2 separate regions of the Drosophila melanogaster genome follow, and region 2 is linked to region 1. The links are chromatin contacts, called in public Hi-C maps. All regions are on one chromosome and are shown on one strand. The core of a region is the stretch at or near the end of the contact, and the rest is flanking DNA. Distances in the headings are between cores, read along the strand shown.

The links. A called contact is a pair of places that touch in the nucleus more often than the background predicts.
Region 2: a contact with region 1 is called in a Hi-C map of the Kc167 cell line, with 2.5 times the contacts expected there. The contact joins the promoter of lwr here to the promoter of Pi3K21B in region 1. A contact is called at or near these places in 7 of 107 Hi-C or Micro-C datasets (the Kc167 cell line, the OSC cell line, the S2 cell line and 2 more).

What each region holds. Positions count from the first base shown.
Region 1 is chr2L:295,256-302,830 of dm6, forward strand. Pi3K21B (Pi3K21B,) reads left to right here and starts at 2,625. Exons shown (of 3, transcript NM_001272888.1): 1 at 2,625-3,148; 2 at 3,778-4,663; 3 at 6,771-7,575. The coding sequence starts at 3,807. The coding sequence ends at 7,404. It overlaps Stip1 (Stress induced phosphoprotein 1), which reads left to right. Exons shown (of 4, transcript NM_058006.4): 1 at 1-25; 2 at 91-373; 3 at 449-1,556; 4 at 1,722-2,194. The coding sequence starts at 17. The coding sequence ends at 1,794.
Region 2 is chr2L:539,309-546,883 of dm6, forward strand. lwr (lesswright) reads right to left here and starts at 3,272. Exons shown (of 3, transcript NM_001272904.1): 1 at 3,122-3,272; 2 at 2,401-3,042; 3 at 1,291-1,860. The coding sequence starts at 2,939. The coding sequence ends at 2,460. It overlaps Spp (Signal peptide peptidase), which reads right to left and starts at 5,345. Exons shown (of 3, transcript NM_078720.3): 1 at 5,025-5,345; 2 at 4,108-4,958; 3 at 3,478-4,041. The coding sequence starts at 5,234. The coding sequence ends at 3,933. It overlaps ush (u-shaped), which reads left to right. Exons shown (of 9, transcript NM_001272902.1): 8 at 2-144; 9 at 210-1,224. The coding sequence ends at 648. Ets21C (Ets at 21C) reads right to left here. Exons shown (of 4, transcript NM_001298618.1): 3 at 7,225-7,575; 4 at 5,617-7,171. It also overlaps nAChRbeta3.

The sequences.
Region 1 (7,575 bases), core at 1,375-3,874:
CTCTCCCTTATCAGAAATGGACAAGGTAAGTGCCCGAGACAAAGGAAAGGCGTTGGCATTTCCAATCAAAAACCCTTGCGGTTTTCGCAGGTGAACGAACTCAAGGAAAAGGGTAACCAGGCGCTCAGTGCCGAGAAGTTCGACGAGGCGGTGGCGGCGTACACAGAGGCCATCGCTCTGGACGACCAGAACCATGTGCTCTACAGCAACCGTTCGGCGGCATTCGCCAAGGCTGGAAAGTTCCAGGAGGCGCTAGAAGATGCGGAGAAGACCATTCAGCTTAATCCCACCTGGCCTAAGGGTTACTCACGCAAAGGAGCTGCCGCTGCGGGTCTGAATGACTTTATGAAGGCCTTCGAAGCGTACAACGAGGGTAAGTTCAAACACAGCTCAGTTATATGCCATGAATCACCCGACCTAACCTCACTAACCTCGGTTACCGGCGCAGGTCTCAAGTACGATCCCACGAATGCTATACTCCTGCAAGGCCGCATGGAAACTACTGCCTCGGCTCTGAGCTTTATGCAATCGCAGGGGGATATACCCATGGACGTTGATCCCCAGCAGGCACGCAGCCGCAGGGCTCCATCGCCACCGCCGGCGAAACCGGCTGAGCCCCCAAAGCCCGCTGAACCTCGGGTAGAGGACATGACTGAGGAGCAGAAGAATAAGTACTTCGCGAGGAAGGAGAAGGAACTGGGCAACGCCGCCTACAAGAAAAAGGACTTTGAAACGGCCCTAAAACACTACCACGCTGCCATTGAACACGATCCCACGGATATCACGTTCTATAACAACATAGCTGCTGTTCACTTTGAGCGCAAGGAGTACGAGGAGTGCATCAAGCAGTGCGAGAAGGGCATTGAGGTGGGGCGCGAAAGCCGCGCCGACTTTAAGCTGATAGCTAAGTCCTTTGCTCGCATCGGTAACACCTATCGTAAGCTAGAGAACTACAAGCAGGCGAAGGTTTACTATGAGAAGGCCATGTCCGAGCATCGCACCCCTGAGATCAAGACCTCGCTGAGCGAGGTGGAAGCCAAAATCAAGGAGGAGGAGCGAATGGCCTACATCAATCCGGAGAAGGCCGAGGAAGAGAAGGAGCAGGGCAACCTTTTCTTTAAGAAGGGGGACTACAGCACCGCTGTAAAGCACTACACCGAGGCCATCAAGCGCAATCCGGATGATCCCAAACTCTATAGTAACCGCGCCGCCTGCTACACCAAGCTGGCCGCCTTTGATCTGGGCCTCAAGGACTGCGACACTTGCATCAAGCTAGACGAAAAGTTCATAAAGGGCTACATCCGCAAGGGCAAAATTCTACAGGGCATGCAGCAACAATCTAAGGCGCAAGCCGCTTACCAAAAGGCCCTGGAACTGGACCCCAACAACGCGGAGGCCATTGAAGGCTACCGTCAGTGTTCGATGAACTTCCAGCGCAATCCGCAGGAGGTCCTCAAAAACGCAATGTCCGACCCGGAGATTCAACAGATCTTAAAGGATCCGGCTATGCGTATGATCCTCGAGCAGATGCAAAGCGATCCCAATGCGGTCAAAGAGTAAGTACCCGTTTGGCTTTATTCGTTCGCTTTTTTGGGTTTCATTGGTAAAATCTAGAAATTAATAGCCCATTTGAAGTTAACAAGCAGACTTACGTTTCTTTGGTCTTATATATTATTAACAACCTGTATACTATATTTTAATTAACAACCTCTATATTTCAGACACTTGCAGAATCCTGCCATCGCCGATAAGATAATGAAACTGCTGGAGTCGGGCATCATTCAGATTCACTAGGCACTCCAGATCCACAAACGAACATCCTCATACAATCACTAACTCACACACAAACCCCATTGATAAACATTCAGGAGAGAACCATTACGCATTATTATGGCGTCTCTAAGCTGGTTAACCAATATATCGTTTTTGATGAAACGGGCCACAATTAATGCTAAACGTAATTACCTAAGAAATCACATCGCCTATTCGCAGAACGACGATAACTACCATTAACAGAAATTTAAACTAAAAGGAGAAAACAAAATCATTGATAAATGTCTGCCTAATTGATTTACGCAGACGGGTGGAGTAGGCTCCAAACGTCATGGTCCTTATTTTCTTACTACAATAAATATGCTGTAGCTTAGCTCTAAAATAAGTTTCTGTTTGTACAATAAACGAGTCACGGAAGGGTAAGCTATGATTTTGAATTTGGCGCCCAAGGGCTACAAGATGGGTAACTTACGGCTTAGCAGTCGTTCTCTAACGTTTTTCCAGGGCTGCCAAATTATTTAGAATATATTTTATATTTATACAAAGAATGATTTGCGCCAATCGCCTTTTAAATAAGAAATTTAAATGTTATTATAATGCAAAATCGCATATTTTCGGAAAAAAGCATAGACTGCAAATCTTTATTTTGAAAAAATATAATTTCGAATGAATTAAGTTGTGAAATTAAAATGATTAAAAGCAACAACCTGGCCAACCTTTTTGTAATTATAATGTGTGAAATATTTTGTATTCTTGGGCAGCCCTGTTTCCCGCGCTTACGTTATTATATCCAACCGATACGTAGTTTCGTCTTGCTCAACACTGCAAGCCGCCAGTGCTACAAAGGCCCTGCAGCTCACTCGCAGCAAGTGGCATGGCAACAACAGCGCTGTTCAACACCGCACGATTTCTACCCGAAAATAATGGTGTGCTGATATATTGTGATTAAACCCCAATTTCTGTCGTCCAAAAGCTCCGCACGGGAATGTTTTGATCCAGCTACAACTGAAACAATTGCACGCCAATTAAAAGAACCAATGAGTGGGTAAAACCACGAAAATAAGAATCAAAAGCGAACCATTTTTTTTTAAACAGTGTGTCGTAGTGTCCGTCTTATGCGTTTGTGTTGGTGCGTGTGTGCGTGCGGCTGCTAGTGTGAGTGTTCCGTCGAATCGCGAAATCGAGAATATAGAAAGATGTGCTCCATTCGCTGGTGGTGAGCTATAGCTATAGCGATATCGCGAACGGGGGGCGAGTAGTCCGCAGCCCGAAATCCAGATCCAGTTCCAGATCTATATCCATTGATTCTTTCGCCGCTGCAGCATCCGCAGCGCCAGAATTGCGACCCATTGAAAACCCCACAAGACCCACAAAAGTAAGTATTTGCGTTTCGGGGGCGCTTGGCAACAGGCCCGAGTGCGTTGAAGCGAGAGGTCGCTAGCGGGGTGCCTGGGGGCGGGAGCGAGAAGGCTAGATAGAGACCGGGACGCCAGCGATTACATGCCTCGTTTTTACACAGAGTTGTTGTTTTCGCTTCTGGTGGGGCGCAATATTTGGCCAATATTTATTAATGGATTGGGTCCCTCAAATAACGAAATAAAGGCTCATTGCCAAGACTTCGATTTCACTAGAGATTCTCCTTTTTCAGCTGTTTATGTTTCAAATTAGAGTTATTAAATGCCTCAATATAATGTCGTTTTAGGATTGGGACAATCAGATGAGATCACTTTATGTAGATACTCTTAACATTCTGGATAATTTATTAGCTTGAGGAACTGCAATCTATTCATTTGTTTTCATTTTCTAACAGGAATTGCGATTATTAACAGAAAAGGAAATTTTCAATGTAAACCCAATGTTATATTTGTTTTTACACTTGTAAACTAAAATTTAGTTTAAAAAATAGATAAAATTGCATACATATAAGATAGGGAATTTACATGAAATACTTTATCAATATTTTAAATAATTTTTTTAAATTTTAAATTAATTCTTATTGTGCAGTGCAACCCTCCCCGCTCCACTACTCGACGATGCGGCCACAGGCGCCCGGATCGCTGGTCGATCCCAACGAGGACGAGCTACGCATGGCCCCATGGTACTGGGGCCGGATATCGAGGGAGGAAGCCAAGAGCATCCTGCACGGAAAGCCGGACGGCAGCTTTTTGGTGCGGGACGCCCTCTCGATGAAGGGCGAGTACACTCTGACCCTGATGAAGGACGGATGCGAGAAGCTAATAAAGATATGCCACATGGATCGCAAGTACGGCTTTATCGAGACGGACCTGTTCAATTCGGTGGTGGAGATGATCAACTACTACAAGGAGAACTCTCTGAGCATGTACAACAAGACGCTGGACATAACACTGAGTAATCCGATTGTGCGAGCCCGCGAGGATGAGGAGTCGCAGCCGCACGGGGATCTTTGTCTGCTGAGCAACGAATTCATCAGGACCTGCCAGCTGCTTCAGAATCTTGAGCAAAATCTCGAGAATAAGCGCAACTCATTCAATGCGATTCGAGAGGAGCTGCAGGAGAAGAAGCTGCACCAGAGCGTATTCGGGAATACAGAGAAGATATTCCGCAATCAAATCAAGCTCAATGAATCCTTCATGAAGGCGCCAGCGGATGCCCCGTCCACGGAGGCAGGAGGAGCTGGAGATGGAGCTAACGCAGCCGCATCCGCAGCGGCCAATGCCAACGCTCGCCGGAGTCTGCAGGAGCACAAGCAGACACTCCTCAATCTGCTGGATGCTCTTCAGGCCAAGGGTCAAGTCCTTAACCACTACATGGAGAACAAGAAGAAGGAGGAGCTACTGCTCGAGCGACAGATCAACGCCCTGAAGCCGGAATTACAGATACTGCAGTTGCGCAAGGACAAGTACATTGAGTAAGTCCCGATTTGAAGTCCTTGCAACTACTTTTAGCTATCAATAGTAATGCAATATATAGTAATTAATATCTGGGAATGCTTTTCACTAGCCAGCTGTTTGATTGAAGTTTGGAGTTTTCAGCTAGGAAGGGTTGGAATTTAAAAGCCTTTCAACGGTTCTCGTTTGTTTCACATGCGGCTCAGTCGGCCGATCACTCATTCTGGCCGAGAGTCGGCAGCTTGTCTGACCGATATGATACCGATAATAATGGCATAACACTGTTAACGGCGACCACTTCCTCCCCCGCCCCGCTAACTCTTGAATTTTTCACGCCAGCGAGGCGTCTACGTGCCTTGCCATTCATTCCCTGGCCTGCGATTTTCTAGCCAAGCGAGCGAGCTTATTTTCGGAAAACCATTTCAGTTATTTGCTACTGCAAAGTGAAATGTAGTTCGCGAACATAAAAGCAGATAAATTCCCTGCTAAAGGGAAAACAATAACCCCCTCCGAACTGGAACGTTGGGATACCTCTTTGCCGCTTATCTTCTGAATAGGAGAGTCTTGGATTTTGTTATCCAAGTCGAAGTGTTTATCGGATCAATTTTTATTTGTATGCGCAGAAGTTCATATATATTTCTCCTTATCAAGGTCAGTGTATATGGCGGTAATTTTGAATTCCACCCAAACGTTGAGGAATTTCTTTTAAATATTAAGAAAACCACTTATCGAAAGATTCGTGGATATGCCTTCAGTTTTTCTGTGTGTTTGTGTATCCAGGTCACATTAAGGCTGAATTAACTAAATAAGCAGTTAATATACATGATTGTAAGCCGATCTCTATCCCAGCAAAAATATAAGTCGATTAGTGAGGAATACTAGTCCCTGAAATTTCGCCCAGGATTCAAGAATATTCTGCTTTGCAATATCAACTAAAGCCTTGAATTTGACTCGAGTTAACCAATGGGGGATGCTTCCCCTTTAATTGTAGTGATTATTCGTTTCTTTTGACCCATCTTCGCACTTCCCACAATCTGCGGCCGTTCGGTTGTAGGGCGAAAAACGAAAAGCAAAAGGTGACTTTCGCCTAGCAACAGGCCTTTATGCTTGGCGGGGTACGTCATCGTTGGATGAGCTTACTTGGTTTCTATGAGAATCACCCAGAGTGTTTCAGCACAAGTGACAGCTTGGGGAAGTGCCAACTGGTAGGAGGCAAGGAGGCCTCTAGATAAGGTTAGCACCTCGCTAAAGATAGCAACGCTTATCAGACGTACTTTTTTCAAGCTTCTTCCTTTCTATATACCACCTAATTGCGCCTGTGTATCTGTGTATTATTCAGGGCTGCTTTTTGCAATCTCAAGGTTTTTAGCTCTTGTGTCTTTAAATTTGCAGAGATTAGGCGACCACCGTCATAAGATAAAACACTCCGAGTGTCTTCCCCTTCCAATTTGAGCCCAAGCTCTGATTAGATAAAGGTCTTTCGCCGAGTGCCTTAAGTTCTTGTGCGTTGTCCTAACTTGATTCCATCGCTGCAGTGATCCATGATATCACCCTGCCGTGTGCTTATCGCGTCTCAGCAACTTAGTCACTTGGATAGTCAGGCAACAAAGAAGCCCCCCTTATGGCCCGATTGCCTGATCGCCCGATCGTGATGCGGAAACCCGCGAGTCTACACTTTCGTAGACCGAGCGGCGGCCAAAATACGCAGTCGTATTTGGTTATCAAGAGTTTCGTCGTCAGTTGAAATTGCATGGGGTTACTGAGCCATCAGTATCAGTATCAGTTCTAAATCGATGCCAGTCATTAGCAAAGGCTCAGGAGGCACCTACATAGATTCGATTTTATAATTTGGTGCAGATTAGCCACGCCTATAAAGTCACGTACACCAAAAGCATAAAATTGAGTTTCATATAATTGGGAAAATTCATATTACATATTCAACAGGTGTTGAGTTTGAACTGTCTTACTGTCAAAAGACTGTCACTTTCAATACTAGTTAATATCCCAAATGGGTTCAAATTATCGTGTATTGGTCGAGATTCGTTTGTAATGCCAAACACACTCGGAAATATTAAAATATTTTAGCACTTCTAATTTCTGATCCATTCTTCTTCCTTATACCTGTAGGCGCCTAAAAGGATTCAACCTCAAGGACGACGATCTGAAGATGATATTGCAGATGGGCTTCGACAAGTGGCAGCAACTTTATGAGACAGTCTCCAACCAGCCGCACAGCAACGAAGCTCTCTGGTTGCTAAAGGATGCCAAGAGAAGGAATGCGGAGGAGATGCTTAAGGGGGCGCCATCGGGCACCTTCCTGATTCGAGCGAGAGATGCGGGTCACTATGCTCTGTCCATTGCCTGCAAGAACATCGTGCAGCACTGCCTTATTTACGAGACGAGCACCGGCTTTGGATTTGCTGCCCCTTACAATATATATGCCACGCTGAAGAGTCTGGTGGAGCACTATGCCAACAATTCGCTGGAGGAGCATAACGACACGCTGACCACGACATTGCGCTGGCCTGTCTTGTACTGGAAGAACAACCCGCTGCAAGTTCAGATGATCCAATTGCAGGAGGAAATGGATCTGGAGTACGAGCAGGCAGCCACGTTGAGGCCGCCGCCAATGATGGGCAGCAGTGCGCCGATTCCCACGAGTCGGTCCCGTGAACATGACGTCGTAGATGGAACTGGAAGCCTCGAGGCGGAGGCGGCTCCGGCCTCCATTTCGCCCTCCAACTTCAGCACATCGCAGTAGGAGCCGCACATCAAATTGCCGCTAAACGAGCCCTCAACCTCAGGCTAGCTATCTATCTCTCTAATTCTAGCTTGCTCTAAAGCCCTAACTCTCTCTAACTCTAGATATAAACACGGCTGCGGTCCAAATAATAGCTTTGCAGGCTCTGTCAAAAGGCTTAAGCTGGATATG
Region 2 (7,575 bases), core at 2,022-4,521, 240 kb after region 1:
GCTGCGCCACATGAAGCTGATGCATCCCCATGTGGCCATCAACTCTCCCTCCATTTCCCCCGACACCAGAGATCAAGATGTGACTTCCAACCCCACTACCAACCAACACTCGAATTCCGATGTATCCAACGGTGAAGCACCCAGGTAAGGATGACAGGAAATTATCTACATTCTTATTACTATATCTTCTCTAACTTCCTCGTCCACAGTTTCCACATTAAATCGGAGCCTCTGGATCCACCACCGACTGTGAATCTGGTGCACGAGAACAACAACTCCCCGATCGCCACGCCACATATTAAGGCTGAGCCAATCGAAGTCGGAGCGGATGCTGCGCCCGGCGGGCTGGTTCCGCCGATGACTTCTCCGCTGGGAAACAGCAGCAGCGTGGCTGCCGCAGCAGCTGCCGCCGCCGAGGTGATGAAGAAGTACTGCTCAACCTGTGACATATCCTTCAATTACGTGAAGACCTACCTGGCTCACAAGCAGTTCTACTGCAAAAACAAGCCCATTCGCCCCGAGGCCAGCGACAGCCCCAGTCCGAATCACCTGGGCGGAGGCGTTGCCGTGGGCCTGGGCATTGGCGGCCTGGTCGGCGGACACGGCCAGCAGAAGAACAAGGAAAACCTGCAGGAGGCGGCCATTTGAGAAAGCCAGCTGCGGTGGGAGGCGCAGCGCAAGCAGCTTGAGTGGTATTACACGTGCTTCTAAGCAGCAGCCCAACCCAATCGAAACTAATCGAATCCTAGCCTCCTTTAAAAATGTACACTATCCAAACCGCAACCAACCATCGACGACAGTATTCCCGGAAAATCTCCCGTCGCTGCCCTCCACTTCCAACTCCATTTGGGGACTGACTCCTTCGACTTACCGATCGATAGAAGTAGATATATACATCGTACTCCCGTACATATACAGTACACCTAAAGGAATAACACATAGATACTTAGGTACATTAATTTAGGCGCATACCCATTAAGTGGGAACCATGACATATAATGCATGCCAAAGCTTACCACTTAGACAGAAATTAAATTGAGGGCGAGAAACTACAAGTTTGCAATGGTCTGCGGAGTAGAAGGAGGCGAAGTATTCCAATGTAGATCCAATACTATAATGTAAATTACTCGCTGTTCCCCATAAAGCGAGCAATTCTAACTGTGTAATTTAAATGAGTACATTATTTATTAAGTGTGTGCGACAATAAAAGTAATTAATTTATTCAATATAAAATATAGTGAAATTAGTAACTAAACGACATTTTACATTTTTGAATTCAACGAACGATTTGAGTGCTGCCAGATTAGCGAAAAATGTTATGACGACATAGTTGCCAGATTGATTAAAATATTGTCAAACATCGGACATATTACCGGATCAATAGAAAAATATTGTGGCATCCCTAATAAAAGAACCGTTAGATTAGACCAGGCATCAGATAGATCAGCTGATCGTTGGTAGCCTACTAGAAGTTCTGTTCGCCTGGTACTCAGAATAGAGCATGCCCACCAAAACCAAGACTTTGGGAATCCTGGCGGTTGTTTTAAAAACACCTTTCCACGCTTATGCTTCCCTGGTAATTCAGTTCGAAATATATGAGCATCCTCGGGAAAAATAATAAATTCAGCTGTCAGTATGCCGGATTCCCCAGACTGAAGTACCAGGCGAACACAAATCTCAGTAGGTGTTTTAACTGGGCATTTTTCAATATGGCGGCCTCGTTGGAAATGAACCGTTAGCTGGAAGCATTGCTATATCAGCAGCGAATGCTACCAGATCAGCCAAAAATTATGCATAGTAATGTTGGCGGACTTGCCAGATCAGCTGAAATAGTTGGGAAATGTGACCAGCTTCAAATGCCTAAAAATCAAATAAAATATAAAGGTAAAAATGGACTGAACAAGTTTTTAAATAAAATGCTTAAATTTAAAAATAGTCATGTTACTTAAATAATAAGCAAAAGGAAGAACTTTATATGGAATAATTCAAGCACTAAATCCAGCTGTACGGCTACTGACGACCAACAAGTGCTCGACTGCACATTTGCTGGGAAATCCTTTCCGCTTTAAAATGCATAAGCTTTTACAACTAATAAATTTTTATTGAAATTACATAGGTTTGTACGTAGTACTCGCGATACAAAATAGCCCGTAGAATAATCGGCACCTGCACCCAGAATGGAAGCTGAAAAGAGCGTCGAATTCTGGGTGCCACGTGGCCACTTTGGGCCTCATCGAAAAATTACAGGACTTATTTGTATTTATTCAGATGGTACATGCTGGTAATTAAGCAAGTGCAGAACATTAAAAAATTAGATGCTTCGGGCCGCGGGGGCTATCCAAAATTAGTCGATTCTTTAAAAGTAAGTAGACGTGGAGAGCATTCCAAACAAACGCTTACCGGCTAGATGTGTGTATTTGTTAATGTCTATGTGGTAAAGGTGGTTGGCAGGAGCCCGACTACTCAGTGGCCGCCATGGCGCGGGCCTGGGCACGCACGCGCTTCTCGTACTCCAGTCGGTTCTGGCAGTAGATGGTGTAGGCCTCCGCCTGGGCTGGGTCCTTGATGTTCGGCTCGTTGAGCAGGTCCTGGATGCCCAGCAGGATTTGCTTGATGGTGATGGCGGGGCGCCAGTCCTTCTCCTCGTCCAGCAGCGACAGGCAAACAGTGCCCGAGGGATAGACGTTCGGGTGGAACAGCGGCGGTTCGAACTTGCACTTGGGCGGCGAGGTGGGGTAGTCGTCCTTGAAGATCATGCGCAGCTTGTAGAGCCCGCCCTCCCAGGGGGTGGACTTCTTGCCGGGAATGGCGCACTCCCAGATCATCAGGTTGAGGGTGCCGTCAGGGTTCTTGGCGGGTCGTGCGACGAACCCGAATGGGTGATCCTTGCGCCAGGCCTTGCGCTCCTCCCCCAATCGTGTAATAGCAATGCCGGACATGGTCGTCGCTGCTTGCTCGCTTCTCTACTGCCGCCCGAACGTGTCCTCGAGTCCTGGATTTCCGCTAGCAGTCCCACTTGGCCTTTTTTGCACGCGCGTCTGTCTGCGAATGTGTGTGTGTGGGTAAGTGGCCTACGAGGGGCTTTGTCGCCTTTTGGCGCGCTAAGTGCAAGAGCACCTACCTCTCTGTTCGTCCTTGCGTCTCCAGTGGTTCCAAGCAAATTAATTATTTGCAATCGCGGGGGGAACTCGCGCTTTTCGCAATTTTTACCGCAATTTTTCAGGAATGAACGCTTGTGCTCGCTAAAGGTATAAGTTTTTCTACACAAAGGGTCTCACTATGCGGTTATCGATATTTAGTGTGGCCGTGGATAAACAGTGGTATTAAAATACTGACTTTTTCAAAGCACTTTTGTATTATGTTTTAAATTTAAAAATTCTTTGGATTTTGGTAAGCTCAACTTAAAATGTATTAGGTTTTTCTCTTAAGCCGTTACATTCCTAAAAACCCTCTACTCAATACAAAACTAGTTTAATTAAACGTTAGAATTAAAATTTATTCGCATTACTGTTTACACAAATTACTGCATTAGTTTTAAGAAATGCAATGTAGAATTCGTAGTCAAAATTGCACTGTTTACAAAAATTGGAATATATTTGTATCTAAACTGTTCTTAAACATATAAGCCTCCTGTGCGGAGCCACAGAAATATTTGAAATACATATTTAAATTGATTGCGGTAAAAAAGTCGAGGGAACATTTTCTACAATTGTAACCTAACCGAACTAAATAAGATTGTTGTGCCTGGCCAAGGAACGTACATAACTAACTCAGTAAGTGAATCGTCTTTTGTAGCGGTGTTAGTCCATATGAGCTATGGACTGCGGTAGATGGAGAAGCCATATCGAAACGAAAGGGAGCTTGGCTAGCTGCAGAAGACATTTACGATGGAACGAGTGGGGATGTTGTTCGGATGTTGCGTCCTCCCGGCTCTACTTGCCCTTTTTCGACTCCTTCTTTTTGCTGCCGGACGAGCTGACGCCCTCGTCCTTCTCCTTCTTCTCCTTCTTTTCGGGCTTCTCCTCGGGATGATCTTCATAGCTGCAGTGGGGGCGAGAATGAGTTAGTTTAGTTTCAAGTCGAGCGCCCAGCGCAGTCCACACTTACGCAAAGAGCACCTTCAGCTCGCCGCGGATGAGGGCCACCAGGAGGGGCGTGCCCATGCAGGCTGGCACCAGGTAGAGCAGAGCCGGCTGCGCATGCTTGAACACATGCATCACGAAGATGGTGGCCAGCAGGCCAAGGAAGTAGGCAATCAGCGTGGAGTAGAAGTAGATGCGCGTCTTGCGCTTCTTGCTGTCGTCGAAGCGCAGCAGCAGAGCGATGAAGATGCCCGGAATAACGATGTCGCCTAGTCCCAGCATTGCGAAGTTCGAGGCGTTCAGGCCGTTCTCGATCAGGTCCTGGGGGAACACTAGCTTGATGGGCGCCTCGAAGCTCTTGGCCACGGTGACCATCACGTTGGTGCCGAATACCCAGAAGATGTCGTAGAAGAACAGGCCGCTCAGCAAGATGACGCCCGTGACGAAGTTGTTCAGGTGCAGCATCTCCACGCCGTTGATGGCGAAGGCCAGACCGAACAGATTGTTGGCGATCCAGTGCTTCTTGAGCAGGTACCACACTCCGATCGCCGAGGAGATCACCAGGCAGACAATGTCGTGCGTGGAGAACTTGTAGTTAACGATGTCTTCCTTGTGCTTGCCCTCCCCCTTAGTGAACAGGATGTGGAAGGGCACCTTCGGCACGGCGGCGGGCATCAGCGAGTTGATCACCGGACTGAGCAGGTGCGCCAGAGCAATAACTCCCAGCACGAAGAAGTAGCCGGTGAGCAGGTAGTTGATGTGCACCTTCTGGAAGATCTTGAAGAACAGGTACAGCCCGAAGAGGGCTGCCGACGCGATCAGCGGGAAGTACATGGCGTCTTTCTTGGTCATCGTGTCCGCCTTCTCGCCCGTTGACTGCAGGGAGTGGGAATTACGGGAAACATGTTAATGCAGCTTCCGGGCTGAGTCTGCTTCACATACCTTCTTCAGCTTGTGCAGCTTCACGGAGCGGATGGAGCCGAAGATGATGGGCAGCATGGCCATCACCACCAGGCTGCTGTAGGCCACCGCCATGCCCTCCGGAGTCGAGGGCTTCTTCTCGCCCGGCGCCGACTCGTTCTTCGGCGCGTTCACATTCTCGATGATGCCCTTCAGCACCTCCTTAACGGTTCCGATGACTTCCTCCGCCATGCTGTGCTGTCCAATCCAATCCGTTCCTGAAAATCGCCGGCTTGCGGGGGTGAAAAGCGAAATGACACGCAGCAGCACACGTCAACAATCTGTGTTATCGGTACCGCTGGTCATCGTCTGGGCCTATCGGACGCACCGCAGTATACCAAAAATATACCACCCTCTGTGGTGGGGTCGCACCGCCACCAAACTCCCGAAAAATATACCAAAACGGTTGAGATTCAAAACTGATAAATCTGATTTGAAATTAGTGAATCCCGAACTTAGTTTGTGAAAACCTGCTAGCTTATCGAGCTAATTGTTCACCAGTTCTCCTCAATTTATTAATCATATGTTTGGCATTTTTGCGAAACAAAAATAAGTGAAATGGATTTTTAAGTTTATTTTATGCTGATATATGTAAATGCTTTTGAATTGATTAAGTTCTTAAGAGAACTGACTCTCGAACCTCCCCGAAGTCAGTACATGTGAGCACGGCTCCCACACAAAACCCAAATATGTCGGCTGCTGCTTTATCTGCTGCGTCGGCAGAGGAACACCGAGATATCGGAGGAGCCTCGGCCATGTGCCAAGCCGCAAACCGAGCTCAGTTCCCATTCAGATTTCGAGAGCACAGCACCGTACATCCGAAACAAAGGCGCGCTGAACAATGACGACGACTCCCAAGATAAAGGCACCAGTTTCCGGTCCTGGACTGCCACTACTGCTGCAAATGCTAATGGGGATGCTTCTTATGGGGCTGACTTCCGTGCCAGGCGCCACTGGTAAGTGTTTACGGCTCCGGAGTTGCATAAGCCGCTGATAAGTGTGATCTCGAATCCCCTCCAGCCACCGCGGACCCCAAGAACGCCAATGTCAAGGCCCTGGATCGCCTCCACGCCGGCCTGTTCACGAACTACGACAGCGATGTGCAGCCGGTGTTCCAAGGAACCCCCACGAACGTGTCCCTGGAAATGGTGGTCACCTACATAGACATCGACGAGTTGAACGGCAAGCTGACCACCCACTGCTGGCTGAATCTCGTAAGTCCAGTCCTCTCCTTCGTCCTCTCCTTCGTCTCGAGTAGCTGAGAAACCAGATAATTTCCGAGTTCCCTCAAGTTCACAACTCTGATAAGCAATTTTGGAAAGCGTGTTATCTGAACTGAACTGAAGTGTTGTTTTGTTTTGTTTTTTTTTTTTTTTGAGAGAGTACTATAAAGCTAATAAGTGTAGTGCATTTATGAATATCTGAATATCCAATCAACTAACCAGAAGCAATCGTGGTTTTCTAGCGATGGAGAGACGAGGAGCGCGTGTGGCAACCGTCACAATATGACAACATCACGCAGATCACTTTGAAGTCCAGCGAGGTCTGGACCCCCCAAATCACACTCTTCAACGGCGACGAAGGTGGCCTGATGGCCGAAACCCAGGTGACCCTCAGCCACGATGGCCACTTCCGGTGGATGCCTCCAGCCGTGTACACGGCCTACTGCGAACTCAACATGCTCAACTGGCCCCACGACAAGCAGAGCTGCAAGTTGAAGATCGGCTCCTGGGGCCTGAAGGTCGTCCTGCCGGAGAACGGCACGGCGAGAGGAGAGTCCCTTGACCACGACGACCTGGTTCAGTCACCGGAGTGGGAAATCGTGGACTCGCGAGCCCACTTTGTCAGTCAGGACTACTACGGCTACATGGAGTACACTCTGACGGCTCAGCGGCGCTCCTCCATGTACACGGCCGTCATCTACACACCCGCGTCCTGCATCGTCATCCTGGCCCTCTCAGCCTTCTGGCTGCCTCCCCACATGGGCGGCGAGAAGATCATGATCAACGGCCTGCTCATCATCGTGATCGCCGCCTTCCTCATGTACTTCGCCCAGCTCCTGCCAGTGCTGTCCAACAATACTCCACTTGTGGGTGAGTGCTCCCCATTGCCATTTCATCAGTTCAGTTCTGAAAACTAGATGCTAAGTACCCTAAACATCGCAGAATATTACCGAACTTACCGACCACTCACCGGGCATTCCTATAATTGCAGTAATCTTCTACAGCACCAGCCTGCTGTATCTGAGCGTCTCCACCATCGTCGAGGTTCTAGTTCTGTACCTGGCCACAGGCAAGCACAAGAGGCGCCTGCCGGAGGCGCTGAGAAAGCTGTTGCACGGGCACCTGGGCACGTGGCTGCTGCTCTCGGTGTTCAGCACCACCGGCGAGTCGCAGGCGGAGAAGACCAAGGAGATGGACGAGCACCCGTACGAGGAGGCGGACGAGCAGGAGTCCAGTCCGCTGGGCATCAACCACACCGAGGTGCCGGGCGCCAAGGCCAACCAGTTCGACTGGGCGCTGCTGGCCACCGC